Linked DNA regions of Mus musculus: region 2 is linked to region 1. The links are chromatin contacts, called in public promoter capture Hi-C maps. All regions are on one chromosome and are shown on one strand. Each heading gives the region's core, a stretch centred on a gene start, on an enhancer-like site or on the middle of the called end of the contact. The rest is flanking DNA. Distances are from core to core; before and after follow the strand shown.

What was found. Promoter capture Hi-C pulls out the DNA fragments that hold promoters and counts their contacts.
Region 2: a contact with region 1 is called in a promoter capture Hi-C map of neural stem cells. The contact joins the enhancer-like site here to the promoter of Prxl2b in region 1. A contact is called at or near these places in 4 of 39 promoter capture datasets (the C10 cell line, cranial neural crest, neural stem cells and 1 more), 3 of 484 Hi-C or Micro-C datasets (B cells, CD4 single positive thymocytes and palatal mesenchyme), 2 of 115 datasets of contacts at active chromatin or transcription factors (both in embryonic stem cells) and 1 of 9 other capture datasets (embryonic stem cells).

The regions. Positions count from the first base shown.
Region 1 is chr4:154,897,479-154,900,986 of GRCm38.p6, forward strand. Prxl2b (peroxiredoxin like 2B) reads right to left here and starts at 1,565. Exons shown (of 7, transcript NM_025582.3): 1 at 1,465-1,565; 2 at 998-1,202; 3 at 650-701; 4 at 28-91. The coding sequence starts at 1,527. Gm52690 (a long non-coding RNA gene) reads left to right here. Exons shown (of 2, transcript XR_003955190.1): 1 at 1-572; 2 at 953-3,508.
Region 2 is chr4:155,288,676-155,292,183 of GRCm38.p6, forward strand. It overlaps Prkcz (protein kinase C, zeta), which reads right to left. Exons shown (of 18, transcript NM_008860.3): 8 at 1,828-1,880; 9 at 956-1,144. Among named protein-coding and RNA genes, the nearest start is that of Faap20, 40 kb to the left of the region's middle. Within about 2 kb of position 1,661, at least 14 of the 459 cell types and tissues checked have an H3K27ac peak or open chromatin away from gene starts, as enhancers often do. A contact at or near this core is called in embryonic stem cells and neural stem cells, where this site is marked.

The DNA of each region.
Region 1 (3,508 bases), core at 315-2,814:
TCCCACCAATGCTCTCAAACCACAAACCTTGGAGGCTACATCACGAACAGGTTTTCCCAGGGCAGCTGGTAGGATGCTTAAGCTGTTGTACCTACAAAGACATAGATAGGGTCCCTAGTCCAGATTCTGGTGGAACACAAGTATCCACACCTGTTCCCAGTGTCCTGCCCCACCCACTTATCTAACCCAGGGCTCAGGCAGATCAGCAACCAGTCTAACTAGGCTCTACACAAGCCCTGAGAGCCCCCAGGTTGAATACAGCTAGCCTTGGGGGCCCTGGAGAGGTGGTGTGGAGTGTGGGGAATGAGCTCCAAGCTGGGTGTGCCCAGGGATCTCGCTTAGCCGGCACTGCCTATCATGACAGGCAGTCTGTGGCAACAGAGGACTGCAATGAGCCATGGCTAAGGCACTGGGCTCCAAGGTCCCTCCTGTTTATGAAATAGCAGACTTCTGAGGACAGGCCTGCCTTGGACCAACACCCATTAGAAGACTCAAAGAAGGGCTGGCTGAAGCACCAGTGTCAGTTTCCATGAGACAAACTGGAGAGCAGAGCAGATGGCAGTAGCAAGAAGGTACATAAGAGAGCGGTGGCCACTCTGTCCTCCTGTTGTCCCTGGTTAGACTCATGCCCACAAACAGTCACACTTACCGCTTGAAGCCCAGCTCCTTATAGATTTGCTTGCTCTCATCAAGGTAGAGTTCTAGAAAGGAAAGCCACAGCTATGTGCCCCAGGCTTCCTACAGTCTGTCCCCTCCACTTACTGTATCCAGCTCCACCCACCCAAGCCATGAGTAGCAAGGCAGGATTGAATGTCACCACTGCTTAAACGGGAAGGGCAAGAGTCACTGGGACTTTGCCACTAGGTCTGGGCACCAGCCAGGGCACAGGCTGAAGGCAGGGCAGGGAAGAGCTGCATATGCTGACACATGAATATGTTCTTGTTGGGCCTAGAAAGGGAGAGGTCAGCCCAGGCTCTGAGTCCGGGAAGAGTCGCACCTCCTGAGAAGTAACCACCATCCAGAAACTCCTGCAGGCCCAGGGCCTCAGGCCCCACGCCCACCAGGCGCACATCGTGTTGGTCCAGGATGCTCCGGAGGTTGCTGAGGTCCTGGGCGATCCAGCGGCACACCATGCAGCCGAAGCGTCGCAGACCGGCCACCACACAAGCTTTCTCCTGCCATAGGCTCCGCAGCTCCACAGCCTACAGAATGGATCGGTCAGGGGACATGGGCTCACCAACCCCCTATGCCCGGCAGCCTCACATGTCCCGCAGCGTGCTGCTCCAAGATTCGCAGCTGACTGGTCCTCCTGATGGTTCCTCTGTGGACCATGAGCTGTACCCACGCCCAGTACGCGAACTCATAGGACCCCTCAGGACCTCCACTCCAACCCATGTGAGTTGCCAAGGCTCTGGGCCAGGTATTAGGGGAGGCGTTCTCCGCCCTGCGCGAGCCAAATCTCACCTCCCCAGTCACTGCATGTTTCAAGACACACGCTCCTACGCGACCAAGGTCCACCACATTCATGGCCTCCTCCGTCCCTTTCTGCTCCACGGTCCCTTCTCGCAGCCTGGGGAGGCTCACTCTGTCCTGCGCAGCCTCTTCAGCCAGCCTATGCCCCGCCCATAATCCCGCCCCAGTCCTGGTGGGCACCACCTCCAGGGGGTTCAGGTCACATGACTGTGCGCTTGTCTCGCCCCAGGCTCCGCCCCTGATATTAGTATACAGGCACACCCTCTCTCCAAAGAGACAATCACTGCAGATCTCTTTGCCTAAGCCTAGGTTGTTCTCATATGTATAAGCTTATTAGCCAATGGCGTAGCAGGTAAAGCTCAATGGACAGTCTGCAAGCGGTGCGCCTGCGCAGAATGCGTTTGCGTGGCTCTCTAGCGTTTGCGTAGCTCTCCACTAGCATCAGGTGGTCCCTAGTAGTGCAGCAGGGTGGTAGAATTAGAGCCAAAAAGTTGAAACGGGGAATCGAACTCACAAATCACTAGTGTGAGGAACAGTAGGGCAGCCGGCACTTACAGTAGTGAAAGGACCAGCCTTTCCAAGTCTAAGTTCCTGCTTTGCATTTTCGCGAAATCCTATTAACTTCCATCGTAAAGTACCATTTCCTGCTGTGTGGATGTCAGTTTTTAAACTACGGGCTCTCATGTACAACAATCCAAAGGAGATAAACAGGAGCTCGCAGTGGTGTGTCCCTAGGAAGAGTAGAAGGCTCAGGAATCCACGTGTTCTGTCCTTTCCTCACTAAGTAAGCCCTGTGATGCTTTCTAGGGCCATGTTCAAGCATCTGACAGATGTAGAGGCTAGGAAAGGAAGAGAGCCACCACAAGATACCTAGCTGAGGCTGAACAGCCAGGCAGGAAGTTAGGAACCATACATATCACTGTGTCAAAAGGAGAAGCTAGAGAGATGGCTCAGTGGTTAAGAGCACTAGCTGCTCTTGCAGAGGGCCCACGGTTTGGTTCCCAGCATCCCTACAGCGACTCACAATCCTCTGCAAGTCCAGCTTGAGGGCATCTGATGCTCCCTTACGGTCTCTTCAGGCACCAGGCACTCACATTGGGCCCAAACCTATGCAAGCAAGAGTAGGCTGGGGAGGTGACTCGGTAAAATGACAGAGACCTGTAATCCCATGTCCTGGGGGAAGCAAAGGCATGAGAATCAGCAATAGACCTTGTCTCAAGAAATACGATTGAGAGGCACTGAGTAAAACACTCAACCGCTGGACTCCCCGGGCACACACAAGTGCACACAGGTGTGCAAAGGTACATTTTAAAAAAGGAAAGAAAATAAAGTTGCAGAATCAGGAGGAGCTGGTCCTGTAGAGCAACTGGTCCTGGAAGCACCACCAGAAGAAATCCAGAGATGGGGCTTCCTCTGCTTCCTGTTAAGTGTTGAGGGGTACAATGCGAGGGTCCCAGGAGCATGGGAAGATGTCTGCAGAAAGTGCTGCATGTTGAACAGGAAGAGCCAGCAGGCCCTTCCCTGAGGCTGCTCACTCACATATGCCTACACAGTGTGACAGAACCCACCTCGTCTTCATGGAGCCCCAGGTAAGACAGGTCATCAGGAGCAGAGGATTGTAGAGTCTTTGTTCCAAGTTTTATAGGTTAGAGGTACCTAGTCCAAGGACCTGAAAACACTTGTGGCCATTCCTTTCCCAGCTCAAGGACCTGAAAACACTCGTGGCCATTCCTTTCCTGTATTTCCAGAATCCTTCCAGGGATGTTGATTTCCTATGCTTTGGGGTAGGGTTGTTGTGGTTTTCCTCCAGTGCCTCTCTTGCGTGATCATTTTAGTTTCTGCTTTTATTGGTTCTTATGCCAAACCAGTAAAATTGGACTGGCATAATCTTGACTATCTCATATCAATGACATGTGTGGTGGTTGGAATAGGCTTAGCTGTCATAGACTCCATGGGTTTGAATGCTTGGCCCATGGGCGGTGGCACTGTTAGGAGGTGTGGCCCTTGTTGGAAGAAGTGTGAAACTGTGGGTATG
Region 2 (3,508 bases), core at 411-2,910, 390 kb after region 1:
CAGAGTCAGCTCAGAAGGGTATGGCAGTGTCTCAAGACTGTGAGGAGAGGTGACACCTGGTGGTGGTAAGGACAGGCTTGAGTCATGGGTACTGCCACTCAGGAGCTCAGCATCCAGGGATACAGGGCCAGCCCAGCAGGCTGTGCATTCTACAAAAGCACCCTACAGGTGAAGGTTCCAAACCGACCTCAGTTCCAAGCCCTGAGCCTGGCTGGGGTGGGGGACAGGATCCTTTCTGTGACTTGACAAAGGTTAGGTTGCTTAGCCCCAGCAGTGGCTAAAGGACAGAGTCACTCCTGTCTACACTTTGGCCTGTCTCTGCTCCTGAGAGACAGAGCAGGCACTCAGTGTAACAGCGACAGAGCACACAATCACGAAGCCAGCAAGCATGTGAGAGCGTGTCAGCTTCACGCATCACCACGGAGGCTGCAAGTCGAGGCCACACTGGGTACGCACGCAAGCTCTGAGAGGGAACCACAGCGGAAAAAGTGTTGGTGAGGGTGTGGGAAAACTGGAGCCCCGAGCCCACTGGCTGGAACCCAAAATGGTGCAGCCGTGTTAGACAGAGTTTGGAAGGTCTTCCAGAACCTACACCCGGAATTACCACACGACCTAGCAGCACCACTCCTAGAACCACACAGAAAGGGCAGAAAAGGGACAAACATGTGCATGTGAATGTTTGCTGTGGCACTGTTCACGACGGCGCCAGGACATCCCGTATTCCATACAAAGTGTCCTCGAAGGGATGGACAGAGAGGGTGGCATCGTTAAACTCAAGGGTTCTAATTCTGCGGCTGCAAACTTCAGAAGCAGGAAAGCCGCGTGACTCAGTGGAGTGGTCAGGTCACTGAAGCACAATTTCACACGGCCTTCGGTGATGACTTCCTGCACAGCCTTGTCCCCAAACATGGACACCCTGAATCCCACAAGACGCCTCGGCAGGACGCGTGCTTACCTCGTCGTCGTGGACAAGCTCCTTCTTTACCACCTTCATGGCGTAAATCTGGTCGTTTTTCTTCAACCGCACCAGGAGGACCTTGGCATAGCTTCCACGCCCGATGACTCTGATGAGGTCGAAGTCTTGCAGCCCCAGCCCCTGAGAGATTTTGATCCCATCCACCCCATCGATGACAGGCTTAAGGTCCTAGGGAGAGGTCCAGAGATGGGAGAATGGGAAACTGGAAACCATTTGCCAGAATCCCCAAACTCTAGCACCCAACCGCCGTCCAACTCAAAGGAGGAACATCAAAGAACCAAGACTGTAGGCTTCTAAGGGAAGGCGCTGCGTGGAGATGGCAGAGGGGGGGCGGGCGTTGCTTGGTTAAGCTGCAGGCTTGGGCATGCTCTGTGAGAGCGGCAAGGCCAGGCACCTGCTCCGTGAGGGTGGAGAATGGAAAGCCCGCTCTGTACACATGGGCCTGCTTCTGTTCAGTGAGGGTGAGGGTAGAGAGTGGTGTCTACTCTGCGAGATGACCAGCAGAGGCTTGGGAGCATGGCCTGTTCTGTCTCCCTAGAATACCAGAGCTGGCAGCACGTATGAGGCTGGATGGAGCCAGATGGAACCTGTTGGTCAGATTCCGGGACAGGACCTGCTTGAGGGAGCAGCTGAGGCCTTGCCAGGCCAGGAAGGACAAAGGAGCAGATGTAATGTGGTGAATTCACAACTCAAAAGCCAGGCTGGCTGCAGCCAGGCCACTGGTCTCATCTGAGCCTAGCGCAATAGCTGCCTACTATACCTAGCGCATACTGAAATTCATGTAACAGCCCCTGAAGCACACCAACAGGACTTTTGAAAAGATGCCTGCAATGCTAATCTTATTCACTTACCTCAGAATCATCTTTGATATTATCATGTTTCCGAGATGAAGAAATATAAGCAACTAAAAAAGAGAAGGAAGGGAGAGTATTTATTACAAGTGTCCCAGGAACACGGGGACCCAGTGGACCTTCACACCCCCACGCCCTGCAGGGAGCCCCAGACGGCACAGGAAGTGCTCAGGGGCCAATCCACAAACCAGCCACAAAAGACTCCAGTTTAAAGAGTCCTTTAAAACTGCAGCTTCCGTGGTGGCACTCGCCTTTAATCCTAGCAGGCGGATTTCTGAGTTCAAGGCCAGCCTGGTCTACAAAGTGAATTCCAGGACAGCCACTCGAAAAACAAAAAAACAAAAAACAAACAAACAAACAAAACCCAAAAAACCAAAACCCCTGCAGCTTCCTAGGCTGCCCCAGGCGGGCTGTGTGAACGTGGAGGCAGGAAGTGTGGAAGACGCTTTAGGCTCCTTTACTTATGATGATGTCACGATCTGATAAACCCATCCGGCTGGGAAGAACTGTTAGCTGGAAATGCAGTGTATGTGCGCAGTTCATTTAGGGCTGGATGTTGTGACATGCGCCTCTAGATTCCTAAAACTTGGGAAGCTGAGGCAGGATTGTACAGCTCAAGGCCAACCAGGGCTACCTAGTGAGACTGTGCCTCGAACAAATGGAAAAAGAGGGCTGAAGAGATGTGGCTCAGTTGGTAAAACACTTGCCTCTAGCATGCAGAGAGCCCTGGGTTTAATCTCCAGTGCCCCTTTAAAGCGAGTGGGCGTGATGGCAATGCCTGTATTCCTAGCACTCTACTCAAGGAGATCAGGAGTTTAAGGTCTTCCTTGTCTATAAATAGAGTTTGAGGCCAAGCTGGGCTACTTAAGACCCTGCCTCAAAAACCAAATCCTTGGGGCTACGAGGACAGCTCAATGATGAAAATGCTCAACTGGGAGGACCTGCATTTGAATTCCTATCACCCACATAAAAGCCAGGTGTGGTGGTACATGCTTGTAACCCCAGCTCTAGGGGATTGGAGACAGGAGGATGCTTAGCAACAACAGCACACACACACACACACACACACACACACACAGACACACAATCTTGTGTGCCTTGTGCACATGTGCACACACCCACCCAGAGAGAGAGACAGAGAGAGAGAGACACAGGGAGAGACAGAGACAGAGAGAGAGAGAATTGAAGAAGAATGGGTAGATTTTCATGCTAGTATATAATCTTCCACTGGGTGGGTGGGTAGATGTTGGAGAAGCAGAGGGTGGACCATGAGGGCGGTGGATGATAGATGGATCTGTGGAAGGGGAGATGAAGAAAGTCTGGGAGAGTGAATGATGGATGATAGACAGCTGCGTGAACCAATAAGTAGATGATAACTAAATGATGGATGGGTAGGGAGAGGATAGGCAGATGAGTGGATGATGGACAGGCGGATGAGTGAGTATGCGTGTGTATGTGTGTGTTAAACAGGTGGATGAGTGGGTGTGTGTTTAAATATGTGCATGCATGAGTGTGTGCATATGTGTGATGGACAGGTGGATGAATGGGAGTGAGTGTGTGCATGCATGAATGTGTGCATGTGTGTAATGGACAAGTAGATGAGCATATGTGTGTGTGTGAGAGTGTGTGCATGTGTGAGAGTGTGTGCGTGTGTGAGTGTGTGCAAGCATGTGTGTAATAG